Linked DNA regions of Mus musculus: region 1 is linked to region 2. The links are chromatin contacts, called in public Hi-C maps. All regions are on one chromosome and are shown on one strand. Each heading gives the region's core, a stretch centred on a gene start, on an enhancer-like site or on the middle of the called end of the contact. The rest is flanking DNA. Distances are from core to core; before and after follow the strand shown.

What was found. A called contact is a pair of places that touch in the nucleus more often than the background predicts.
Region 1: a Hi-C map of bone marrow-derived macrophages shows a contact between it and region 2, with 58 read pairs. The contact joins the promoter of Clec4a4 here to the enhancer-like site in region 2. A contact is called at or near these places in 1 of 39 promoter capture datasets (macrophages), 4 of 15 datasets of contacts at CTCF or cohesin (embryonic stem cells, pro-B cells and stem cell-derived epiblast-like cells), 11 of 484 Hi-C or Micro-C datasets (the CH12 cell line, LSK cells, bone marrow-derived macrophages and 5 more), 7 of 115 datasets of contacts at active chromatin or transcription factors (embryonic stem cells and microglia) and 4 of 9 other capture datasets (adipose tissue, embryonic stem cells, liver and 1 more).

Annotation. Positions count from the first base shown.
Region 1 is chr6:122,988,970-122,991,732 of GRCm38.p6, reverse strand. It overlaps Clec4a4 (C-type lectin domain family 4, member a4), which reads right to left and starts at 1,366. Exons shown (of 6, transcript NM_001005860.2): 1 at 1,285-1,366. The coding sequence starts at 1,366.
Region 2 is chr6:122,891,191-122,894,070 of GRCm38.p6, reverse strand. No RefSeq gene overlaps it. Among named protein-coding and RNA genes, the nearest start is that of Necap1, 18 kb to the right of the region's middle. Within about 2 kb of position 1,445, at least 6 of the 459 cell types and tissues checked have an H3K27ac peak or open chromatin away from gene starts, as enhancers often do. A contact at or near this core is called in bone marrow-derived macrophages, where this site is marked.

The DNA.
Region 1 (2,763 bases), core at 117-2,616, 98 kb before region 2:
GAGAAATAAGTCCATCCTTGTTTCTTCTTTTCCACACTTCTTTTTTCCCATTTTGTCTAGGATACATAATTTACTAATAGTATGAACATTTCAAGTAACAGAAAAATAAAAGCACAAACTTACACTGTTGAAATAACTGATATTAATATTTTGAGATCTGAAAAATATATATGTGTGTGTATATACATATATATGTGTATATATGTATATATATGTACATATATATATATATATATATATATATATATATATATATATATATATATATGAAAATACTTGGTTCATAGCCTTTCATGGAGGTGTGTGTGTGTGTGTGTGTGTGTGTGTGTGTGTGTGTGTGTGTGTGTGTGTGAAGGGAAGTGTAATGAGGTAGGATCTCACTGTGTAGTACTGGATGGTCTGCAACTCATTATGTAGACCAGACTGGGCTCAAATCTTCAGTGATCCTCCTGCCTCTGCCTCCTCAGTGCTGGAATTAGGCCAATCCTGGCCCTTGCAGTAAATCTTAAAGTATGTGCATATAAAGTGTTTTCCTGCATGATGACCCAACATAAATAGTGCCACCTGGCCTACAACTTTTCTTTACATTAGTATTGTAAATACATTTTCATTTCACTATGTTTTCTTAGTGTTCTTTATTATAGATTCAGCACTGTATACATAAATAACTTCCAAACTGCCAAAATATTAAAGACACATATACAATAACAGATAAATATTTCTATTCATAGTCCATCACTTTAGCATAATGTCTGTCTGCTAGCCACCACCACATGGCTGGAAACTTCATGGAGGAAGGTACAATTTAGTGGCACAGCAACTAGCCATCAAGTGAGAGGTTCTTCTGTGATCTATAGTATAAATGAAAAAGTTCCTTCAAGATAAAATCTCAACACAGAAACAGTTTTCATGAAGTTACAAAATACTGTCAAACATAGAAGGTAGAGATCACTATTAAACAATATGACTTCATTTTCAGAAAAAAAATGTATTTATGCTCATTTGTATAGAGCAGTAAATGCAGCAAGATTCAAGGTTTAGTTTCTGTAAATGGCAAGAGCAAAAAACATTCTGAGAAAGCTTTTCCTTCCCACTATAAAACTGTCCAGCTCTTCAAGTTGATCTACAAATAGTTTAAACAACTAAGACTCCAGTAAAATACCAGATGGGAGCGCTCAAAGAATCATTCACAAATACCACCTAACTTTGCTAGTGGCCATTCCTTTATCCTCCAGTCTACATAAGTACAGAAAGGTGGTTTTGTTTCCTTTTGTTTTGTTTTACCTGCAGGACATTTTGAGTAGGTGTCCAAGGAGTCGGATTCATTCGTGATCCTCACTTCTGCATAAGTGATTTCTGAAGCCATTTCAAGAAAAGACCTGCCTCCCTCAGAAAGCACAACTCATTCTCTCTCTAAGGCTCTGTAGTATGTGAGAACCAATTGCAGCAACAGGTTGTCATGTCACACAATTGTATGAAAGAAGAGGCATGTCTCACTAGGTTAAACCACATGAGAACAAGAAACCACAGCACGGAATCACTCAGGTCACACAGGGGAAATCCAACCTCTTAATACAAGAAAATAAGAATTGTAGCCCTCAAACCCACTCAGCGAGGTATGCAAGGACTGCAAAGTGGGAACTCAAAGGGGGAAGAAAAGAAATAGGAAGGAGAAGAAAAGAGGAACCATGCTATTAGAGAACTCTATCCTAAGACACAGCAAACATAAACTCGCGCAGTTCTATATGCAAACCAGTTTTCCTTTTTTTTAAGGAAAACCAGACAAAATGGGCAAACACTTAAGACATGACATTGATTTTGACTGAAGAAACAAATTGTGATATCACATTCTAGAGGATCGTTGTCCCTCACTGCCACGCACTTCAGTCGAGTCAGCTTGACAGACTGTGAAGCCTAAAAGCCACTCACAAGGCAGAGAGTTTCAAGGAAGCTCACCTCCTGGAGTTTATCCATATACTCTATTCCTGCGTTAGTCTGGTGTATGGATCTATGAGCTCTCTTTTAATATTTTATTATAAATACCTTTTAAGATTAAATTATGTTATAGTTAGTCTCCCCAGTGTTCCAAGATCCCAGAAGCGGCCAGAGCTTAAAATCCTGTGAGAAGGCAGTAAGGAAGTTAGCCTATTCAGTAACTAATTAAGCATTACAATAGACAGAGCCAGTGGCTCAACTGGTCTGCAGAAAGAGCCAGAGAATCTCTCCAAGATAGAAATCTTCAGTAAGGCTACATTGAATATTAAAAGCAAGTTGGTATATTCTCCTGACAACTGGAGATTCTCCAGATACTTAAAAGTTACACTCATATAAGAATTTAGCAAGGCCTAGGAAATTAGGTGGGTTGTGATATTACATTATTCTTGAGGTCTGCCAAGAGCAGAACCCCCTGGTGCTAGCCTTCACAAGGTTCACAGGTATAACACTAAAGTGTAAAATCCTTGCCTGTCACTAAGCTGACCCTAGACAGGACTGCTTTATCTTTACTGTAAACATTTACCTGGTTCCTGTAAATCCTTTTAAAGTCATTCCTTTGTTTTGTACCTGGTAACTTCAATGTACCTTGCCTGCTGTGACTTCCGACCCTTGTATTTTCTGTACTATAAAAAGTTTGATGCTCAACCTGACAAATACATTCAGATTCTACACAACCTCTCCTGTGTACATCTGTCTGTCATATCATCCAATGCTTTGCCCACCTGCGACTAGAGACCCGTTCCACGCAGACATAGGGATCAGAGGGTC
Region 2 (2,880 bases), core at 196-2,695:
CAAGTACATATGATCTGCAGAGTCCACCGCCACACAGCAGCCCGTCATATTAGGCACATATGTAAAGGTGCATTTTTGCTTCTCTGTGCTTAGATATCCTCATCTGTGAAATGCAGATGGCCACACAACGCCTTAGAGGCTCCGTGATACATCTCTCTCTGAGATATAAAACAGAGCTAATGCAGAGCCAAGGGTCTAATGACCCAAGAGAGAGACAGCAGGGCTGCACTTGGTTTGGGGTTTCTGACTCTCTGAAGGGCATTATATATAATACAAAGGCTACAGAGGAGGCTACTTGGAATCACAGAACCAAGAGTGTGGGCCTCACGGTTGACTCAGTCTCCCCATGCTTGTCCTATGCTCGCTCTCTCTCCCCAGCGTCGTCTACTCTCCATTTCTACCTTACTTAATGGCTCCTCCACTCCACACCCTAGAGGGTACCTATCTCAGGTATAGGACAGTGCCATGCCCTAACACTCACCATCCATTTCCTAGCCTGGATAAGACCACACATGGTCAACGCTAGGTGCACGCATGGGGGCAGGAGTGGGCGGCAGGGTTAGTAGCAGAGGTGCGCACTTATGTGGAGCCTTCACATTCCAGATCCTCATCCGTGCACTTCAGTTATTTCAGTTGGTGGAGAGACCTACAGAAACTAATCACAGTCTCTTTGACTAGTCGTCACTTTACAGTCACAGCAACTCTATCACGTCCTAGGGCCCTCATTTTGCCTACCAGGGAGCTGAAACAAACTTGAATAATTTGTCTGGAAGCCAGTGACAGGAAAATTTTTATATAAAGGCTATAATAGCTCATCCCAAATCCATGATCCTGGCCACTAACAATCTACTACACATGATCTGTGACAGGTCATTAGTAAGCATATCCCCCATCAAATGTTTACTTAAGGAATAAAGTCTGAAACTGCCATTCTGGTCCTTATTTTCAATCTGATTAGGCATCTGTTACTTCTACACTCCCAGCAAACTCTGGCTTGGGTAAAAGCTCTAACTCTGGGTAAATGGCCCCAGGCAGCCAAGTGTGGTGGTGTACACCTGGCAGGTAAATCAAGGCCAGCCTGCTCTACAGATTGAGTTCCAGGACAGCCAGGGCTGCAAAAAGAAACCCTGTCTCTAAAAACAAAACAAAACAGAACAAGCTTGGTGGTGGTGGCACACTTAAGGGCAGAAGCAGGCTAATCAGTGTGAGTTCAGAGCCAGCCTAGTCTACATAGTGAGTACCAGGATAGCCAGTGCTATGTAGAGATATTCTGTCTTAAAACACACACACACTCACAAACAAACTAATAAACAAACAAAAAAGACCTCAGATGATCTTTGTGTCTTTCTTTCTGGAGTCCCCTTCATTAGCAAGTCTAAGAAACAAGTCCTACAATTGTCCCGAATGCTAGAGACCAATTGCTAGGGAGATGGCCCCCTCTAGTGGTCACACAGTGACAGGCACGGCCAGATGTAACATCCATAAGAAGTGTTGCTATGACTTCTCTTTCTGGCTATAGCATAGCATCAGAAAATACAAGAAAAAAAAAAAAAAAACTAAAAAGCAAACAAAAAACACTAAGTAGTATGTCTTTTTTACAACACCTCTGAGAATGTGATATTGTTATTAGATGAATGAGACAAAACATGAGCTCACAATGGACAGTCATTTTACTTCTGGCTCAAATGCAAACAAAACAAGCTCACTCCAGTTTTATAATTATGTTCTGTCCTCATCTTGTATCTTTTAAAAGGAAATTAGGAAAGGGAGGAGAAAGAGAGGGAATGAGGGAGGGAGGGAGGGAGGGAGGGAGGGGAAGGCACACAAGCCTATATAGATCCCAGGCTTCAAGCAACAAGTAGCAGGACATGGTGGAACAAACCTTTAATCCCAGGCTTTAATCCTCAAACTTTTACGAATTTGAGGTCAGCTTGGTCTACATAGTGAGTTTCACAACAGCCAAGACTATTTATAGAGACCCTGTCTCAAAAACAAACTAACAAACAAAAGCAACAAAGTAAATAAACATCACCCTCTTCTCTCCAATCTTGTCATCTCAGGGCCGGGGACATGGCTCAGTAGGTCAGAGCACCGGCTGTACAGCATGAATGTGGATCACCAACATCCACGGAGAAAAGCAAGGCACTCACCTACATCCGCAGCATGGAGGAGAAAGGAGACAGAGGATGGTTGGGACTGCTCATGTTCATGCCCCACGTTCACTGACAGACCCTGTCTCAAGGGAATAAGCCTGAGTGTGGCAGAGCAGGGTACCCCAAATCTTCCTTTGGCCTCTGTGCTCTCATACACAAGCACACACACACACACATGTAACAACAGGCCCTCAGACCTTAGCACAACTGACTCCATGATGGAAGCACCATTCAGGCCTTGGAACCCAGCACACGGGCAGCACCACCTGCCAAAATAAAAACAAAGACCGAATCCTTCAAAGTCCATAGTTCTGGGAAAGTCTCTAGATGTACTAACCTCGCTTTTCGGCTCCTGTAGTTCCATTTCTGGCTAGCTGTTCGTGGTAACTGTAGTATGTCAACCCAGAATGTGTTCTTATTCTGAACATCCAGTGTAGTTACCAGCTGGCTAATAAAAGACTTTCTGTTGGCTTAAACCCATGTCTTAAGTGAGTAGTCTTCGATGAATGCTCCCAACACAGAGGCATACATCACATGTCAAAAAGAATATTATTTTAGTCAAAGTTGTTTTTTTTTTTTAACGGCTGGAAAGATAGCTCAGCAGCTAAGAGTGCCCACTGCCTTTACAGAACCTGAGATTACCCATGTCAGGGAAGTCACAAGAACCTGCAACTCCAACTCCAAGAGACCTGAAGCTTTCTTCTGACTGACCTGCATACACACACAC